2 separate regions of the Mus musculus genome follow, and region 2 is linked to region 1. A link is a contact called in public promoter capture Hi-C data. All regions are on one chromosome and are shown on one strand. Each heading gives the region's core, a stretch centred on a gene start, on an enhancer-like site or on the middle of the called end of the contact. The rest is flanking DNA. Distances are from core to core; before and after follow the strand shown. Region 1 holds the start of Uimc1 (ubiquitin interaction motif containing 1). Region 2 holds the start of Gm31188 (a long non-coding RNA gene).

What was found. Promoter capture Hi-C pulls out the DNA fragments that hold promoters and counts their contacts.
Region 2: a promoter capture Hi-C map of hippocampal neurons shows a contact between it and region 1, with 2.2 times the contacts expected there. The contact joins the enhancer-like site here to the promoter of Uimc1 in region 1. A contact is called at or near these places in 2 of 39 promoter capture datasets (cranial neural crest and hippocampal neurons), 1 of 484 Hi-C or Micro-C datasets (forebrain), 1 of 115 datasets of contacts at active chromatin or transcription factors (embryonic stem cells) and 2 of 9 other capture datasets (adipose tissue and embryonic stem cells).

What each region holds. Positions count from the first base shown.
Region 1 is chr13:55,096,438-55,102,858 of GRCm38.p6, forward strand. Uimc1 (ubiquitin interaction motif containing 1) reads right to left here and starts at 3,863. Exons shown (of 15, transcript NM_011307.3): 1 at 3,760-3,863.
Region 2 is chr13:54,876,012-54,882,432 of GRCm38.p6, forward strand. It overlaps Gm31188 (a long non-coding RNA gene), which reads left to right and starts at 124. Exons shown (of 3, transcript XR_382463.3): 1 at 124-312; 2 at 706-808; 3 at 2,410-2,587. Within about 2 kb of position 3,585, at least 22 of the 459 cell types and tissues checked have an H3K27ac peak or open chromatin away from gene starts, as enhancers often do. A contact at or near this core is called in forebrain and hippocampal neurons, where this site is marked.

The sequences.
Region 1 (6,421 bases), core at 2,613-5,112:
GACAAAGTTTGGAGCTAAGACGAAAGGATGGACTATCCAGAGACTATCCCACCCAGGGATCCATCCCATAATCAGCTACTAAACCCAGACACTATTGCATATGCCAGAAAGATTTTGCTGAAGGGACCCTGTTATAGCTTTCTCATATGAGGCTATGCCAGTGCCTGGCAAATATGGAAGTGGATGCTCACAGTCATCTATAAGATGGAACACAGGGCCCCCAATAGAGAAGCTAGAGAAAGCACCCAAGGAGCTAAAGGGGTCTGCAACCCTATAGGTGGAACAACAATATGAACTAACCAGTACCCCCAGAGCTCATATCTCTAGCTGCATATGTAGCAGAAGATGGCCTAGTCGGCCATCACAGGAAAGAGAGGTCCCTTGGTATTGCAAACTTTATATGCCCCAGTACAGGGGAACATCAGGGCCAAGAAGCAGGAGTGGGTGGGTAGGGGAGTGGGACAGAGGGAGGGTATAGGGAACTTTCGGGATAGCATTTGAAATGTATATAAAGAAAATATCTAATAATAAATAAATAAAAATTAATAAAATAGTAAAAAAAATGGTTCCTTTTACTATATGTAATGATACCTTAAAAACAATTTTAAGCAGTAATATGTGTTTCATCAGTGACTATTCCAAGTCATTCTAAGAAATCTGAAAAGCATGTCGTTTTTATGAGGAAACAAGTTCAGGAAAGTTACTAACCAAACAAGTAAAACACTGCCATTTTTACCTGCTAATCCAAAAACCTAACTCCAATATCTCTGCACAGCTCTAGCTGGCCTAGAACTCACTATGTAGAACCCACTGGCCTTGAACTCACAGAGCCTGCCTCTGCCTTCCAAGAGTGGTGATTAAAGGTATGCACAACCATGCCTGACTCCATTACCTTTATAGCACCTCTAACAAGAATCTCTACTTAACACATGGTATACGCACAGAAATATTTACTGAATGAATCAGTAGCATAAAGTAGATATTTAAATTATTAAATGTTTTATTAAAACGACTGGGGTATAGCTCAGTAGTAGAGCATGTTATTATCATGTACAAGGCTTTGGTTTCCATCCTTAGCAGCTACATGAATAAATAAGTAAGTAAGCTACAGAAGGACAAGACACAGGAGGATATGACCTGAAGGCAGATATGGGGTAGGGGTAATAAAACACGGTGAAGGGCTAGAGATGGAGCTCAGTAGCTAGCCACCCTGCATGTGCAAGGTTCTAGGTTTGATTCAGCACCACCACAACATCAAAAACAAAGAAGTAACCTTTAAAGCTAGACGAGCATATGACATCAAAGTAGGAATTAGCATAGGAGAAACCTGGAGAAGTTAATTAGGACCCTAGGAAAAATACCCCTAGGAAAATACCCTATATGAAGTGGCTTCTAACTTACACATTTCCTATTCCTGTTGTATTACTAAAAAACAGTATGCCAATAGCAGCTATATCTTCAATACAAGTAATTTTTCTAAAATCTGTAATTTATGATACTTATAGTTGACATCTTCTTTAACTTTATTTTTTATTATTATTAATTTTTAAAATTTATTTATTGTATGTAAGTACACTGTAGCTGTCTTCAGACACACCAGAAGAGGGCGCCAGATCTCACTGCGGATGGTTGTGAGCTACCCTGTGGTTGCTGGGATTTGAACTCAGGACCTCCAGAAGATTAGTCAATGCTCTTAACTGCTGAGCAATCTCTCCAGCCCATTTTTTTTGTTTTGTTTTGTTTTTCGAGACAGGGTTTCTCTGTATAGCCCAGGCTGTCCTGGAACTCACTTTGTAGACCAGCTGGCCTCGAACTCAGAAATCCACCTGCCTCTGCCTCCCAAAGGTGTGCGCCACCACTGCCCAGCTTTTTAATATTTTTAAGTGTGTCTGTGTATACATGTACACAGGAGTGCAGGTTCTAACAATTTTTTAAATTATTTTTTATTTTAAAATTTAAAATAAAATTTATCTTTATTTTATTAAAAAAACATAGCCAGCTGGACAGTGGTGACACATGCCTTTAATCCCAGCACTTGGGAGGCAGAGGCAGGCGGATTTCTGAGTTTGAGGCCAGCCTAGTCTACAGAGTGAGTTCCAGGACAGCCAGGGCTACACAGAGAAACCCTGTCTCGAAAAACCAGTAATAATAGTAGTAGTAGTAGTAGTAGTAGTAATAATAATAATAATAATAATAATAACAATAATAGAGCCTTGAATTCCACCACTTGGGAGGCAGAAGCAGGAGGATCCCTGTAAGTTTGAGCCAGCATGGTCTACATAGCAATTTTCAGGCCAGGCAGAACTATATAGTGAGACTTTGTCTCAAAAACATAAAATAAAACTTATAAATGCACAAGGCTCTTGGAGTTGATCTCCAGCACAAAAGAAGAAGTGAGAAAGCTTGATAGAATAAACTCCTTTATCAATTGATTACAATTAAAAGTGATTTGTTTCTGTAACTGAGTAAAGTAAATGCATACCTATAAAATCTCTCTCTCTCTCTCTCTCTCTCTCTCTCTCTCTCTCTCTCTCTCTCTCTCTTACACACACACATACATACACATATAGCAACAGAATTCAGGGGAGATTATTCAGTGGGTAAATTCCAGCAGGTGGATAGTGAGTAGGGGGATCCCCGAGGAAGCCAGCCAGACATACCAACCAACTCCAAGAGACCCTGCCCCAATTAAGATGGAGAGACATTTAAGAAGATTCCCACTAACATCGGTGTAGTGGTGGAGGGTGGTGTGTGTGTGTGCCCGTGTGTGTGTTCACACCCAGTGTGCCCACAAGTGTGCAAAAATAAAAGATTTCAAACGCACCCGGAGCAATAAGTTATCACTGCCTGAATCAATAGACAAACTTGTAGGTTTCTCACACCCAATACTGAGGTTGTTTCTCTCAAGAACCCTAACGCGCCCTAACACATTAGGAACTTTAGTAAAAAAGGAGTTGGCAAGTGGCTATGCCGGGAAATGACACTCATGCGTCTGGCTCCACAAGTAGACTTTCTTTGACTGTGCTACAAACCCAACAACACCCTAACCATTGGGCTCACTTTTTCCGCAGCGTTGCCCGTACATCATATGATGACTACATGCAAGAAGCCTGGAGCGAAGTGGTCCAGATTCACACCCAACTCCATCTCTGAGAGGACCAACGCTCTGGTCTCACAGGTTTCTGACACACCGCCTGTCATCAGCCACGAGAGAAACGCACTAGGCTCGACTGGCTACGTTAAGTGGTAAATGATAGATTTCCAGGGGAAAATATTTCTCGGGAGACTGAGGCAGGAGGTTGGCGAGTTCTATAGAAGCCATCTTGGGTACCCTGTGAGTTCAAAGCCAACCAGAGCTACACAGAGAGACCCGGGTGGTAGCGGTGTCTCGGGCGGCCGAAGAACTAATGAAGCCAACTACCACAAGACAAGCAAAGTAACGTGGGGCAGGCAGCGGGCCTAGGCGGTCCTCGGACGGTCCGTTAGCCGGGCGGGCGACCAGGCTACCAGGAAGCTCGGATAGCAAGAGAGGGCGCTCCGGACGACGACCGCCGCCCGCAGAGGGAGGGGAACCCCGGGGGGCGCGAGCGCCCGGGCTGCCCGGCAGCTGCGAGAGCGACCCGGCCGGCATCGGCTTCCGCCCGGCCGAGAGGCCTAGTCGCTGCGAGGCGCGCCTCGGGAGCAGCGGCAGCCGCCCGGCAGACAGCGAGAAGCAGGCGGCCCCGACGGCCGCGGAGTGCAGAGGCGACGCGTACTCACCGCGGATCTGGCAGCGCCGCCCAGCGCCTCCTGAACGCTGGGGGTCGCGAGCGGCCGCAACTCTTTAGAAAGAGGAGAGCCCGCGCGGCGGCGCGAGGCGGCAGGGGCGGGGAGGGGCGGGGCGAGGGGCGGGGCGCGCAGGCGCGGAGCCCTGTGGGCCGCTGTATGCTCACACAGTTCCTGGGTCCCTGAGTGCTGTTAAGAGAGGGGTTTAGGGGAAACCAAAGAAAGCCAATAGGGTCCCTAGACACCCTTCGAAATAAGCTCTGCTGCATCAAGCTTCCTCTGGTTAATTTATTTGCATGAATCCAAAATTACGTTCAAATTAAATGTTCACATGACTAGTTAGAAACTCTCAGATGGTATAATGTTAATTAATGTCTGATCGTCTTAGCGGAATTTAAGCATCCTAAAACACAAAAATACTGAATCTTGCTCTCTGCTAAGGAGAGATTACAAGAGTGGAGGGCGGGTATGATTGTAGGGGGAGATGAGTGGGATGGAGTGCATGATGTGAAATCCACAAAGAACCAATAAAAAGTAAAAAAAAAAAAAAAAACTAAAATAATAATAATAATACTGAAATTTCTACAACATATATTTCCTTGAAATATATGCTCCAGAAAGTCCATTTCCTTGAGGAGGAAAAAAAAAAAAAGGCAACAGCAGAAATGTCAAAGGTGAATAAAATATGAAATATTCCTACAATAAAATTTAACAAATAAAACTCAAGGTTTGATAGCGCCTAAAAAAATCTTACTAAGCTGGGCGTGGTGGCGCACGCCTTTAATCTCAGCACTCAGGAGGCAGAGGCAGGCAGATTTCTGAGTTCGAGGCCAGCCTGGTCTACAAAGTGAGTTCCAGGACAGCCAGGGCTATACAGAGAAACCCTGTCTCAAAAAAAAACAAAAAAACAAAAAACAAAACAAAACAAACAAACAAAAAAATCTTACTGAAGGGGCTGGAGAGATGGCTCAGTGGTTAAGAGTACTGACTGCTCTTCCAGAGATCCTGAGTTCAGTTCCCAGCAACCACATGGTAACCATCTGTAATGAGATCTGATGCCCTCTTCTGAAGACAGCTACAGTGTACTCATATACATAAAAATAAATCTTAAAAAAAAATCTTACTGAAGCCAGGACTTTTATCTCAGAACTCAGAAGGCATTGGTAGGTCCGTTTCCCCACCTCTCCCAAAAAGGGGATGGTGGTGGTGACGGTGGTGGGTAGTCTCACTGAAATTATAGCAAGCCAACAAATGTGAACACTCTCATATGCTTTTCATAAGCTTACAAAAAGTAGTTCATAGTTTGTGGGAAACAGTACTCCTAAAAGCATAGGTTAATGGACCAGATGATAGATGGATACATCGTGGTAATGATAAAGCAATGGGAGGAGGAGACAAATAGAAAGTGGAATAAACAGGACCTCAGCTAGGGGTCAAAAACCAGGACTAACGACACATGCCACAACTTTGACTCTGGCCCGAGCTGCCCAAGTAATAAGCCAAGCGGGGCTGCATTCCACTTGGCAGCTCCGCTCCTTTATCTGTATGTACTTGACACGGGTTCCTCTCCAACACACCCTGCAATCTCAAATCCTCCACCCGAGCCAGCATCAGGCTGTGCACACTCCCATCTCTGAGCAGTCTCTATTTTAAGTGTGTGACCGATTTATTCAGATATGAAGAACAGAAAGGCCGATCTGGTCTGAACTGGTTTTTGTCTTGCGAAGAACCAATGCTGCCTTCTGCACACATTTATTGGGAGAGCTTGATTGTAGAGGCGAAAAGACCTCGAGCCCAGAACTGGTGCTGCTTTTATAGGCCTAGGAGGGGCGTGTCTCACACCCGGATTGGTTATGCACTAAGCCTTATTTGCATGTTCCTCATCTGATTGGCTACTCTCTCTCAGTACCTTACAGAACCTCATTATCATACCTCATTTGCATGTCTCACATCTGATTGGTTATACTCTCAGTACCTTACAGAACCTCATTATCATACCTCATTTGCATGTCTCACATCTGATTGGTTATACTCTCAGTACCTTACAGAACCTCATTATCATACCTCATTTGCATGTCTCACATCTGATTGGTTATACTCTCAGTACCTTACAGAACCTCATTATCATACCTCATTATCATGCCTGGGCCAGGCAGTGTTTTTGCAAAAAACTTTACTGCATATGTACACATTGGTTGTTTGTCCAATCTTATGCATGGTGGCCATCAGTAGTCAGTGCCACTCAGCAACGGCACATGTGGCTTCCCACATTTTGGATGATGTGAGGCAGAACAAACTATCTACAGAACTCTCCACGAGAATCCTCTATTAACTTATGCATAGTTGTGTGTGCAAACTAGATGCAGATACCTGTCAATGCAGGGCCTAATCTACCAATCACAACAGACAACCACCAACTACAGCCCGGAGTAATCAGCCTGTCCTCAAGACCCAAGAAAGACAGACCCCAGAGTGCATTCTGGGTCCTTGAGTGCCCTCACTCATGTGATCTACTGTCAATTATAACCATGTATCTTCTGTAAAATGTATTATTGCTTGGCTTCAAGTAAAGTTTATCTTTTTTTTTTTTTTTTTTTTTTTTTTGCAAATCAATCTGTGCCCAGAAATCTCTCTCTCCCACAGGCTCACACTTGGT
Region 2 (6,421 bases), core at 2,335-4,834, 220 kb before region 1:
AGACAGCCTGCTGAGAGGAAGCCATGGAGCCCTGTCCACCCTGGGGTTGTGGTCTATGTCTGGCAGGGGATGACACTCTGAAGACTGTGAGGAGGATGGGCGGTCACAATGGGAGCTGCAGGCTGGGCTGGGTGGAGACCCTGCTCATTCAGGCAGGGCATCGTCCTCTCCTCACCTCCTGTGAGACTCAGTCACCTGCCCTGGTCCTGCAGCTGCCTGTCTGCCAGGAGGGCAGAGGGAACCACGCTGTGCTGGCAACTGGAATTACATCCTTAGTCTTTCTGGGAGGCTCCAAGACAACCTTGAAGAAAGGTGCGGGGGGGGGGGGTTGGGGGGGGAAGCATCTGTAATGTCAGCCCAGAGTCACAAACTGTCCCCCTTTTAGGGACAAAGTCATGGAGACTGCTGTGAGCCACACAGAGGAGTTGACATGGTCTATAGCCCCAGGGGATCAGAGCTCTGTCCTGCAGAAGCCCCAGTCAAGGGTCTTAACACAAAAGTAGTTCTGAGGGGAAGAGGGCATTCGAAGAATCAGGAAGGAGTTGTTAGGCCGACTCCGAGGTCAAGGGTGAGAGAGCACACGTTGTATGGATTCAGACACACGGGTGGGTGTCCACAGACACATGGCTTTCTCTCTTGGGATGTCATGGGGTCTAAACCAAAAAAGGACTCAAGTCAACCAACCCTGGTTTAACGTTAAACCAGGTTTAACGGCTTCCATCAATACTGGGTTTATCAGGACCTTGGACAGTGCTCACGGACTGCTCTGTGCCCACATTTCTTGACTGGTCTCATGGAGCACTAAGAGGTAATTACTAATGGGAGCTTACCTCAGGTTGAGAATTTCAGGGTTTGGGGTGGGTGAAGGAGAATGTTACTGAAGAAAAAAAAAAGCTAGAGTTCCTTTGTAAACTCTCTGAATGCCTCGCAAGAAGTTTGGACTTTGTCCTTTTAGGAAGCTTGAGAGGATGAGGGGTTCAGATTCAGTTTGGATCCCCTTAGTCACCCTGAGGAGAACTGAAACGCTGCAGAGACATCAGTGACAACACTGGCCATCCACTAAGGAACCAAAACACTCATGGCCACTGAGGGTCAGAGGGCGGCTGTGGACCTCTCGGGTTGTAAGCTGTACCACGGTACTGGGCACCAACTCCATATGAATCAGGGCTCCTGGAACAGTGCACTTATCCATGCTGACCCCAGAGAAGGCTCACTCTGCTCCATATGAGGAGGTTCAGAGGGTGAGGATGCCTCCGTACCAGAGGTCATGGACTAGGGGTTACCCAAGTCTGTACTAATCCATGTTTTAGGGTGTGGATGGGCCCCACCATCAGCTGATAACCCATGAGCAGAAACCAGTCCCATCTGTGTCTAAGATGTGCAGTGTGCACCCACTCCAGTCGTCCTGACCTTCTCTAACACAGCAACTGATCCGTCCACATGTCTAGGGTGCCACTGTAAGTTGGTGGAACTCCAGCAGCCAAGAGACCATGCTCCTATGAGACTGAGCAGCTCAGAGCAGTCAGGATCCCAAGAGACCATGCTCCTAAGAGACTGCATAGCAGAGATCCTTGCAGTTGTTATGAGGTCTAAGCAGGAAATGAGTGGAAATCACTGGGGCATGTCTGAGACTTTCAGGTGTGTGTAGTTGTAGCGGGGCCTAACCTGCTCTGACACACAGGGTGCAGTGCTGTCCTGGCTTCTAATTTGGATGAGAAATCTGGTGTTATGTTGGTGCCAATTAAAAATGATAAGAAATTATGGCACCAGCCCAGCAGGGCCCAGCACTACTTTGCAACTCACCCACCATCTCTGGCTACGCTCTGGGGCTTCTGCACAGAGAACGTGAGCTAGCTCAGTTTTCGGTACTTTTCCAGCCAATCTCAGATATACTTGTGGGTGTTATCAGGACAGAATGAGACTCGCTGATCTATGATTAACTAGAAGAGATTGCCTGGTTACAAACAGAGAGAAGGCAGGCGATTCTAGACTCTTTTGTAATTGGCTGAAAGGCGGTGTTTGGACATCTGAATGCCCGTGGGCCCAGGGCTGTGAGGCACCAGTTAGATCCACCCCAAGCCACAGCATGACTAAGAGTTTGTGCCCAGCCTCACTGTTTGCTCCTGTGACTCTGGACAAGTCACCTTGCCTCTCTGAGATTCCAGTTTTCCCGAGGTAACTTGGGAATTGTCACAGGATGTCAATGGCAGGAAGTGAGTTGTCTGTGCCATTCAGGTTGAATTCTGTCTGCACATAGAGCTGGTCCTGGATGGTTTCCCCTCCATGCACATAGCCAAACATGGGTCCCATGTTTTCAAGTTTGTTTAGTCACAAGTTGGCTGTATTTGTTTCCTATGGCTGCTGTCACAAGCTAAAGAGTGTTTAATTACTCCTTTTCCTCACTAAAAGGTTATGGGAGCCAGCAAGATGGCTCAGTGGGCTAAGGCCCTTGTGACCTTACCTCATGACCTGTGTTCTGATCGCAGAACTCACGTGGTAGAAGGAAAGAACCAACCCCACAGCTGTCTCTTCGGTCCTCTCACTCATTGCCTAATCCACGCAAATAAAGAAGTGCAAAAAAAAAAAATAGTTTTAAAGTGTTGAACTAGCCACAGTGCCAGAGTTTGGGGGATTTCACTGAAAATCTCAGGCCAGCCTGGGCTACATTGCAAGTTCTGGGCCAGTCAGAACAAGACCCTATCTCAAAACCAAACAAGAAATGTGGAAAGAAACTTCCCAAACATAAAATTCTCCACCCTAACTATTTAAAGTGTTCATATCAAAAGGGCTAAGTGTAAATGCTCTTTACTTTTGTCTTGTTTCATTTTGTTTTGTTTTGTTTTTTACTTCTTCTGTTTGTTTGTGAGACAAGGTCTCACTGTGCAGCTCTGGCTAGCCTAGAACTTGCGATGTAGATAAGGCTGGTTCAAATCCACAGAAATCTGCCAGCTCCTGCCTCCTGACTGCTGAGTTAAAGGCCTGTGCCACCACACCCAGAAGGCTCAGCATGTTATACTACTATACAATAAGCCCTCCATAGGCCCAGCCCCATGAAATCAGTGTCCATAGAGGAATGATGGCGAAGGTCCCCAAAGGGCTGCTCCTGCCCTGCTATGGTCCCAGTGAACAAATTGGGGACAGAGCATGAGGAGGCCTGCCCACATCTGCTTTGGACCCACATACTGCCTTAGGCAGTACGGAGGTGGGACATCACCCTATCTGAGTACCCTAGGCTTCAGGCCACCCGGGCCATCGCTGCACAACCTTGCCCTGCTCCGGTAATGAGCCCTGCTCCTCCTGTGGCTGGTTTTTTCAACATGACCATCTGTCCTCCTTTCTGCACTTGATTGAACCAGATAGGGCCATCTATCTCCCTCTCCTTGCCTCCCTGGCTGTCTGTTACTGCCCTGTCCCACCATCCCTGCCCAGGTTTGGTCTCTGGCCCTTGTGTTTACTCTCCTCCTCTGGCCACATCTGGCCTCCGGCTGAGTCACTCATTCCATCTGCCATCTCTCACAGTTGGACGATGGCTGTTCCTTTCCTGGCTCTGGTGGAGCCACGTGGCAGCCCACGCAAAGAGCTGGTGCCAGGTCCTAGGGATGCAACTGCACACAGACAGCTCTGTTGAGGATGGGGAGGGCTCAGTTCAGTCTTACGCATACCTACCCCCAGTCCATAGTTCTTATCTACCCCCAGTCCACAGCCCTAACCCACCCCCAGTCCACAGTCACACAGCCCTAACCCCCCCAAGTGCACAGCCCATACCCATCCTGTCCATAGCCCTGGAGACCCAGAGGTTCCTCTTCTGAGTATCAGAGAACCCAGAGGCCACAGTCAGACAGGCAGAAACTAGACATTGAACTTTGCTTGATGCTACTCTGTGCTTGTCTGTGGTAGGGTGCTTCTAGAAGATGGTAGGAAGGGCCATGGTCTGCTTGGAAGACTGGAGAGCACAAGAGTCACAAGTGGGGTTTATGTCCCTAACTGCTAGCGAGGACCCATGCTCTGGAACACCCACTTATCTGAGTCTGACTGTCTCCATTCATTTTTCAAGAATAAACCAGGCTGGCTGGATTGTCCATACACCATAGGCTCAGAACCTGTTTCCATTACCTCTGGTCACAGCACTCTCTTATTTTATTTTATTTTATTTTATTTTATTTTATTTTATTTTATCTTATTTTATTATTATTATTATTTTTTTAGTGCTCAGTTATCTCTTAGCTTCCCATGATTTAGGCAGGACTGACAGGAAGGATTCATGACCAAGGCTTGGCCAATCAGAATGCTGTACACTGCTTCCCATATGCTAATGAATCCAGGGACAGGCTAGCCCCAAACTGTGCCAGCAAGGGCCAGGACGGTGGCTAGGACTTTGCCAAGAAAAGGGGCACTCTTTCCCCTGGGCCTGACAGCGAGCTGCTGTGAGGCTAGAGCTTTTGGTGGCTGCCAAGTGGTGAGAGCTAGCCTCTGAGGAAAACCACTCATGAGGCTCAGCATGCCAAGACAGGGGACATGAAAACAGCCCTGACAAGCCCCTCAGTCCAGGCTGGCCTGGAGCCAGCTGCACCTCTGGACTTTTTACCAAGGCCAGTCTGACACCTTTCCTGTTTAGCTGTTGCTGGCTTCTGTGACTTGCAACTGAGAGAGTGTATGTGAAGAATCCTGAAAGGGACTAACGTGTCTCATAGTCAGTAGGCACTCAATAAATGTTTATTTTAAAATAAAGCCTTTGTGGAGAGAGAGAGAAAAAAAAACAATACCAAGAAATAACACATTCTACAAGTGCGTTTACATAATAATATTCTCAGTGTGCAGAGCTGGAGGTGCTGGGTAGATTGTAGGCTACAGGGCTGGACTTACCGGTAAAGGGCTGGAGGTGGCATAGGCCAGGTCAGGATCTTGATTGTTGTCATGGTTTCCAGAATCTCTACATGACAGAATGAGAGGCAAACACCGTACTGATGGTATTTCCGTGACTTAGTATGGGGTTTGTGAGATGTACCCCAGAGAACTCTCAGCAAAGAGGCTGTGGGAACCTCTCTACTATCTCCCCAGCTTTCTGTGGCTCTGCGATACTTTCAGAATCAAGTTATTCAGAAACAGTCTTTCTAGACAGGAAGAGGAGCCTTTTAACCCACTGGAGCTTGAATTCCAACCCTGTCAGTTACCAGCTGGGAGATCTGAGACCAGTCTTATCTCCTAATTGGCCTTCACTGTCTATGCCTGGGAAATGGGCTCATCTGCCTCTCCACAGGTGGTGTGACTGGAGAAGGAACTGGAGAAGGAACCTGGAGGCAGGAGTCAGTCAACAGCCAGGGAGTAAGACTCATAGGGACAGCAAGGTAGGCTACCGGGTCTGGAGTCAGCCTCCTTGGCTGGGTGGCCTTGGGCAGGATACTGGACCTCTCTGTTCCTTGCTTGCACCATGTGTTTAGTGGGGACCGTGAAATGATTTTTTTGAGGATTTGATGGGAAGATGACTGCAGGTCAGAACCTGACACTTGGCGAAGGGAGTGAGCCTGGCCCCATGGGTAGAGAAGGCCGTGCAGGGAAGTCTGTAGCAACAGCCCTCCAGGAAGCTTTTCTTGGCCTCCAAGGATCCCACCCTGGCCAGCAGGAAGTCTGATAAGAGGCTCAGAGGAGAGGCTCCTGCCTCAGCAGGTCCTCCTGAAGGAGTGGACAAAGCCTGAACTGGTCCCTTGAGGGCTGTATTCAGGGGTCCAGCCTATTGGGAGAAAGGACATCTATTCAGTGAGAGATATTGGACATAGTAGGGGCTTACTGGGTGGTTTGGGGGTGTTGGGGAAGTCTCTCTGTCCCAGAAGCCTTTTATGTGCTTCTTGGGGCTCAGGGATGCAAACATCACTCTCTTGCAGGCTCTATTTATTTTTTAGAACCAGATGAGCAACCCAATAAGCCACCATTGTGCTGATGAGCTGATGACAGGGTTGGCGTAGGGGACAAGGAGTGTTAATCAGGTGGGACAATGGATAATTTATTAAGTGGAAGCCGAGAATAAGCCAGGCTGGCTACAGCGGATAAAGAACACATTGGTTTATGTAGCAGTCAGGCTTCAGGTATGGCTGGATCCAGGAGTCCTCTGATTACACGTTGCCTGTCAGAGTGCAGAACGTGAGTATGTGGCCAGGAATTTCTGACAGAAGTCTCCAGGTTCTTTCTGACCAGCTGGCACAGGCCAGTGCTCACTCCTTAAACCAAACACTGGGACCAGGAGGACTACATATGCTGTGAGGAGTACATTAATAAGATGTTCCACTGTCAAAGCAAAGTGCCTTGGATGAATATAGGCTTCAGCTGAGCAGAAGGCACAGGCTCCTGCCCCTATGCCAGCCACTCCTGCTTGTCTGGGACTCTTTTTCTTCCTCCATTTCAACACAAAAGCTCATCTCAAGATGGA